Linked DNA regions of Mus musculus: region 1 is linked to region 2. A link is a contact called in public promoter capture Hi-C data. All regions are on one chromosome and are shown on one strand. Each heading gives the region's core, a stretch centred on a gene start, on an enhancer-like site or on the middle of the called end of the contact. The rest is flanking DNA. Distances are from core to core; before and after follow the strand shown.

The links. Promoter capture Hi-C pulls out the DNA fragments that hold promoters and counts their contacts.
Region 1: a contact with region 2 is called in a promoter capture Hi-C map of pre-B cells, with 4 times the contacts expected there. The contact joins the promoter of Ugt1a6b here to the promoter of Sag in region 2. A contact is called at or near these places in 4 of 39 promoter capture datasets (3T3-L1-derived adipocytes, erythroid cells, hematopoietic stem and progenitor cells and 1 more) and 2 of 9 other capture datasets (liver and macrophages).

What each region holds. Positions count from the first base shown.
Region 1 is chr1:88,101,722-88,104,909 of GRCm38.p6, reverse strand. Ugt1a6b (UDP glucuronosyltransferase 1 family, polypeptide A6B) reads right to left here and starts at 1,653. Exons shown (of 6, transcript NM_201410.3): 1 at 1,532-1,653. All of the region lies in intron 1 of Ugt1a10 (UDP glycosyltransferase 1 family, polypeptide A10), which reads right to left. The region is part of intron 1 of Ugt1a9 (UDP glucuronosyltransferase 1 family, polypeptide A9); the gene reads right to left. All of the region lies in intron 1 of Ugt1a8 (UDP glucuronosyltransferase 1 family, polypeptide A8), which reads right to left. It also overlaps Ugt1a7c.
Region 2 is chr1:87,802,208-87,805,347 of GRCm38.p6, reverse strand. It overlaps Sag (S-antigen, retina and pineal gland (arrestin)), which reads right to left and starts at 1,668. Exons shown (of 16, transcript NM_009118.2): 1 at 1,336-1,668; 2 at 1-75. The coding sequence starts at 36.

The DNA.
Region 1 (3,188 bases), core at 404-2,903, 300 kb before region 2:
CTCCCTTTGGTGGTTTAAATGAAAATGGCCCCTGTGGGCTAATAGGAAGTAGCACTATTTAAAAAGTTAGGAGGCATGGCCTTGGAGTAGATGTGGCCTTGTTGGAGGAAAGGTGTCACTGGTGGTGGCCTTTGAGGTTTCAGGGGCTCCAGCCAAGGCCCAATGTGTCTCCCCCTCCCTGCTGCCTGCCAATCCAGATGTAGAATTCCTGGCTTTTTCTCCAGTACCATGTCTGCCTGCCTGATGCCATGCTTCCCACCCCCCCACCCCCCGACCATAATGGACTAAAGCTCTCAAATGTAAGCCAGCCCCAATTGCCTGTTTTCCTTTCTACAAGTTGCTGTGGTCATGGTGTCTCTTTATAGCCATAGAATCCCTAAGAAGCTCCCCCTAGATGATATGCATAATAAATACGATGTCAGCTCTGATCACCTGCTTCCTTTAAAGTGCTGCTAGTGTCCCATCCGTGACACCTTCCCTAGTGAGCCCATGGTCCAGCAGCCCAGAATGTGGCCCTGGGCCTCCTTCCCTTCCTTGCTATCCTCACCTTCTGTATATTTATGCCTCTCTCCCAACTACCAGTAGCATGTGCAGGTGTGGCCAATCAGTGTTCTAATGTCCCACCCTACCACACCCAGTGTTCCTCTCTATTGAGTCTGCAGCATGCAGATCAGTGTCCAGCATACAGGAGGTTCCGAGTACCAGATTGTATGTGAGTGAACTTGCATTGGGACTGCCTGTCCATTTTATCCTTGTGCCTCATTTTCAATGAAATAGTAAAAGGTCACTCCAGGAAAGACAAGCACAGAACCAGCTCCCTTTTGAGGGAGGAGCTGGTTGCTGACCCTTCCACATGTGTATAAGGGAAAAACCAACGACCCTTTCCTTCTGCACACTTTCACTCACACAGCTCTTGTGTTACCAGGCATGTATGAGTCAAGTCAACCACTTAGCAGAGTTGGCTACAGACCAGAGGCTCTTTTACTCAGCCTCAGAGCAGCTCTGCTCAAACCACTCAGAGAACTAAATCACTCAGTCAGAGGTTCATTATAGCAGCAGCACCCATAGTGCAACAAGACAGCAGTGGAGAAATGCCAAGAGCTTGGGGGAGAGACATGGCCGCTCTGTGTTCTTGGTGCAACCTATCCTCCACACCTTCAGCAACCTGGCAGCTCCCCAACCCAATCCCTCTGTGCTTTCATAGGGGCCGCATCATGAAATACAGGGGATGGGCTGATTGATTAAATTACCGTTGATCAGTAATCAACCCTAACTTCAATCCCTTTCTCTGCCCTTCCCTCTAATCTCAAAGCTGGTTCCAGACCCCATCCTTACAAACTTTCCAAAAGTTGCCCCTTAAGCATAAGCTTTAAGAAAACAGTACAACAGCTTATCACAAACAAACAGCACAGGTTTCCCTCCCACCCCTCATGAAATCAACAGGCATTTGGGAAGCTCTGCACAGGAAGACAAAAGCCCTTATCTTTCAAATTCTGTATTACTCTCTCACCACACATAATCTGTTACTTGCCTGTCAGATAGTAAGGTTAGAGACCTGTGCCTCTAGGTAGCACGTGATGAGGGCCCTTGAGCAAGAGTAAGAAATCTGGAAGTCGGTTTCCAGTCAGCCACCATCAGCCAGCATCTGAATTCTGGGTTTCCTAACCACCACCAAAGAGGGAGGGTTACATTTGTTCTGTTTGTTAATCACTGCTGAGGGCGGGCCAGGGAGTTATGGATGTTGAAATCAGGCTGCCCAGGGAGAAGTTGTTCTTTGCATCAAAAAACTGGCTCACCTAGACCTTGTCACATATATGCACATTTGAGCCTACATGCCAGGGCTTGCCTTAATCTTGGCACCACAGTGAGCTGAGACTCAGGAAAGCAAGACTGAAGGGGCCACCCCAAAAGGCAAGCAGGAACATAGCCAAGATGAAAGTTCTTTCTTTAAGGCTTAAATAGACTCCACTCAGTCCAAGCTGGAGTGGAGCATCAGCAGTGTGGGGATAGGGTGTTGATGTTTATTTATTTTTTAGTTTGTTTACTTTTAGTTGATTCTTTGTGGGTTTCATATTGTGCTCCCCAGTCCCACTCATCAACCATCCCCGTCATATCTGCCATTTGCCTTTAACACATGAACAAGCAGGCAAAACAAAAACAAAAAGCATAGAAAATATCTCATGGTAGAAGCTGTAATGCTGTCACAGTGTATCCCAGAGTATGTCTCTCTGTCCACACATCTTCACTTGTAAATGTTCATTGCACTGAGGCACTGGTCCAGTTTGAGATCTCTGGCTTCTGGGACATCATCAGGGTTTTTGACTCAGAATGAAAAGAGACAAGAGAGGATGCTGCCAACCTGGCTCACAGCAATGAGAAACCACTCCTCAGAGGCTCACAAAGGAAGCACACTGTACCTATGTCCTTGCTGAGCAGCTGAGCAAAAGATTTCTGGAGAATGTATTTAAGCAAGCTGGCATGGATTGGGGGAAGCAAGAGGAAATGTAGCCTCGGATTCTTTATGACAGACACACAATTTACCGAGGTCAGGGCCCTTCCTAGGAAAACCATCAGGTTCACCTGGGTACTGACAGGGGTAGGCTCATTATTTCCAGCAAGTCCATGGGGTCATAGGTTGAAATTAGGAAGAGGGCAGGAGAGGACAGCAAGGTTCTGTCAGAGCATCACCAGAGGGTGCCTTGCAAGCTTTGTTCATGAGATTTGACTCTACTGCTTCTTAGACTGGTGTGTGTGTGTGTGTGTGTGTGTGTGTGTGTGTGTGTGCGCGCACACACACACACAGAGAGAGGGGTGTGCAGGTGTCAGGAGTGTTTCTGTACCGGGCACCAGAAAAGGGAATGTGGCATGCCTGGCACTTCTATGTTTTATCCCTAAAGAACTGCTGCAGGAGACTCAGTCCAGTCAAGGGCGAGGATACAGGCTCAGGGTGTCTTGCATTACATTTTTCCTACCTATACAGGGGAAGGTCAGCTTTAACCTAGGGATTTCTGAAGAACAACAAATGGGGCTTGGGGCACACACCAGTGGAATGAAGGCATAGATCTTGGGATAGAACCACCCTGTATGGGTAATAATGCCGCTCCCCAAATTGAATGAAGAACAGCTAGCATCTGGAGTAGGAAGGAGGTCTGAAAGTTGACAGGGGACAGTTTCATTCCAGAAGCTGA
Region 2 (3,140 bases), core at 419-2,918:
GACGTGGGATTTATTGGTCTTCCCGCAGGCTGCCATGCTGTCTGTCCCTTGGGATGTACGTCAGAGGTTGGAAGGCTATGAAAGTACAATGATCCCACACATCAAGTTACCCATGCTCTGGACACAAAGCCCACTCCTGTGACTTCCTCCTTTGGACATTTCCTCCCACATGTTCCAGTATCCATCCATGATCAAACCAGCACTGATCAGTTGTACTTTACTGTAGTGTGCAGCTAAAAAATACTTAGTTTTTTTTTTTTATGTGTGTGTGTGTGTGTGTGTGTGTGTGTGTGTGTGTGCGCGCCACATGTGTACAGATGCCTGCAGAGACCAGAAGAGGGTGTTGGATCTCTTGAAGCTGGAGTTATAACCTGACCTGGGTGCTGGGAACTGAACTCGTGTCTTTTGGGAGAACAGCAAGCACTTATAACTGCTGAGTCATTTCTCCAGCCCCAGTTCCCCGCTCCACCCAAATGGGGTCTCAAATGGCTGGCTTGAAACTCACTGTGCAGACCAGACTAGCCTCAAACTCATAGAGATCTACCTAAGTCCACCTCCCAAGTGCTGGGATCAAAGGTGTGTATCACCATGCCGGGCCCATTGTATATTTTGGTATGTTTTGTCTTTCTTGGTAAGCTTCAGGCATTTCAGTAAACTTCACCAGGTAGATCCTAATGGCGTTTTGTCTTTTTTGATTAAATGTTGGTGTCATGTACTTGTAAGGCTGTATCTAAAATTCTGTCGTGCCAGGGGCAGAGTTAGGATTGCAAAGTTTGAGGCCAGCCTGGACTACAAAGTGAGTTCCAGGGCAGCCAGGGTGATTCAGTAAGACTCTGTCTCAAACAAAATCAAACAATTCTATCATAACTAGATTTTTTTCCCTCCTCTTCCTCCTCCTGTCTCATTATGTAGCCCAGGTTGGCCTCAAACTGGCAATCCTCCTGCCTAGTGCTGGGATCACATCTGTGTACCACCACACCTGGCTTTTCTGTGGCTTATGGTAAGCACACAGAAAATATTCCTGAAATATGCCGTATGACTGCTCCCCAAAAGCAGCTGTCAGAGGCACATGAGAGCCCTAGTTCCACCAAGCAGGCCTTTCTTTCCACTCAGCATATCTGTTTCCTCTCAGACTGGCAGATAGGCAAAGCCATCTCATGGTTTGGGACTAAATGCCCTCCAAGTTTCCTTTCCAAGCAAAACCTGTGGCAGTCAGAGGTAGCGAACCCCAGCAAACATGCAGAAGCGCATGTCTGTCCTTGTTGTCCCACCCCCAGACTCCCACCCCATGTCCACTCTGGTTTCTGAGAATGCCTGGGTTTGCTGCTCACTTACCTTGTAATTTGTCACCACCCAGTTGAGCTGGCCAGAGAAGTCACGAGAGGGTACCTGTGCTTTTCGACAGTGAGCAGCCAGCCCACGCTCTGAGGGACCTGGTGCAATCCTATCAGATAACCCCACAGGGCAAGGGTGAGGCCCCTGGCTGCCCCGGGGGGGGAATTTGTAGGGATCTGTGCCCAGCTGTTAGGTCTCAGTGTCTAAAAACCAAATCAGATTTGAGGAGCAGGGAGCTGATTGGATTATCGAGATGGCAGATTGCCCACTTCAGCAGTTCTAGCATTAGCTGGGAGCTCCAATCTTCTCAGAGGGTCCCAAAGATGCACGAGCCATCCAGCTGGCCTGGGCAAGGTGCAAAGAGAGGAATAGCTAATTGAAAGCTTTTGTTTCTTGTTTTTTTTTTTTTTTTTTTAATCCTAAACCTCTTTAGGTTCTGGAAATAGATGGCTTATCCTTTCGCTCTTCACCATCATCAGGAAGGGGTATGTTCGACTGACAGGCCTGATTAAGCTCAGCAGCATTAGGGTGTTATATAAAGAAAAAGGTCAAGGAGAAAGGTCAGCCCAGGGCTGGGCTGCACGTGGCCCTTACCTTCACCCTACACACCAAGAGTTCTGTTGGGCCCTCTGTATCTTTCCTTGTCTTTACACGTTCAGTATGGGTCTACACGCCAGCTAGGCTTCCCCAGGCGGTAATAACTCCATCACCCGATGGGCATCTATCTCTACATCCCAGGCCCTTCTCTATACCCAGTACAGACTTTCTTAACCCTGACCTGATGATTCCCCTGCTGGGGGAGGTCCTGTCACTCTTGCATGGAGACAGACATCTTGGAACATAAGTGAGCCTTCTACCTTCTACCAAGTTTGACCAAGTGTCATTGCCTCAGGGAAGTCCCCCCAGGCACAGGCCTAGGCCAGAGGCACAATTGCCATTCATCCTTACTAGCAGTTCTGTTTCCTTATTAGACTCTGGGCCTGTGAGGCAGAGTATCCACCACTCTGTGTTGCCCTCACTTAGTGAGGAGTAAGCCACGCTCCCAAACACACTCGGAATGATTGGGATGCTATAGCTACTGACAGTGGGCATCACTCTAGCAATAAAACAGTAGCAACAAAAGGCTTATTGTGATATCTGGAGTGAGGGTGTTAGCATTTGTCCCCAAATCTGCTGGCTTTCCATCCAGTCTGAATAATGCCTGCCAGGTTATTATTCCTCACCACTCTGCCCATCAACCAACCGTTTGGTCTGCTGTTCTCCTTTGCTTTTAGTAAACCTGTTTTTTGTTGTTGTTGTTGTTGTTGTTGTTTTGTTTTCACTTTTGCTGTTGCTGCTGCTGCTGCTCCTCTTCTTCCTCCTTCTTCTTCTCCGTTCCCAACCATAAAACCAAGAGTACTTGAGATCCCACACACTTAGAAAGTCAAGTCTCTGGGCCGCAGCAGTAACAGCTGATGGTTTAGTGAAGCATGTTTACCATGGCGATGGATTTCATGATAGTATTTCCACACATCTGTCACTGTACTTCATTCTATTTCAATCTCTGTCCCCCAAAAGCTCTCTTCTGTGTCCCCTTTATTTAGTTTTACCTAAAATTGCCAAAGCTTTTAATTTCCAAGGGAAAACTTCTTATTTGAATTCATTACTTTGAGATAGAGTCATGCTTACATACCTTTGGTTAGCTTATAACTCAAAATCCTTCCATCTTAGCCTTTGAGTCAAAACTTTTTCTTTTCTTTTTCTTGAGTCAGGCCTCACTATGTCACTCTGGCTAGCCTGGAACTCCCTACATAGACCAGGCTGGT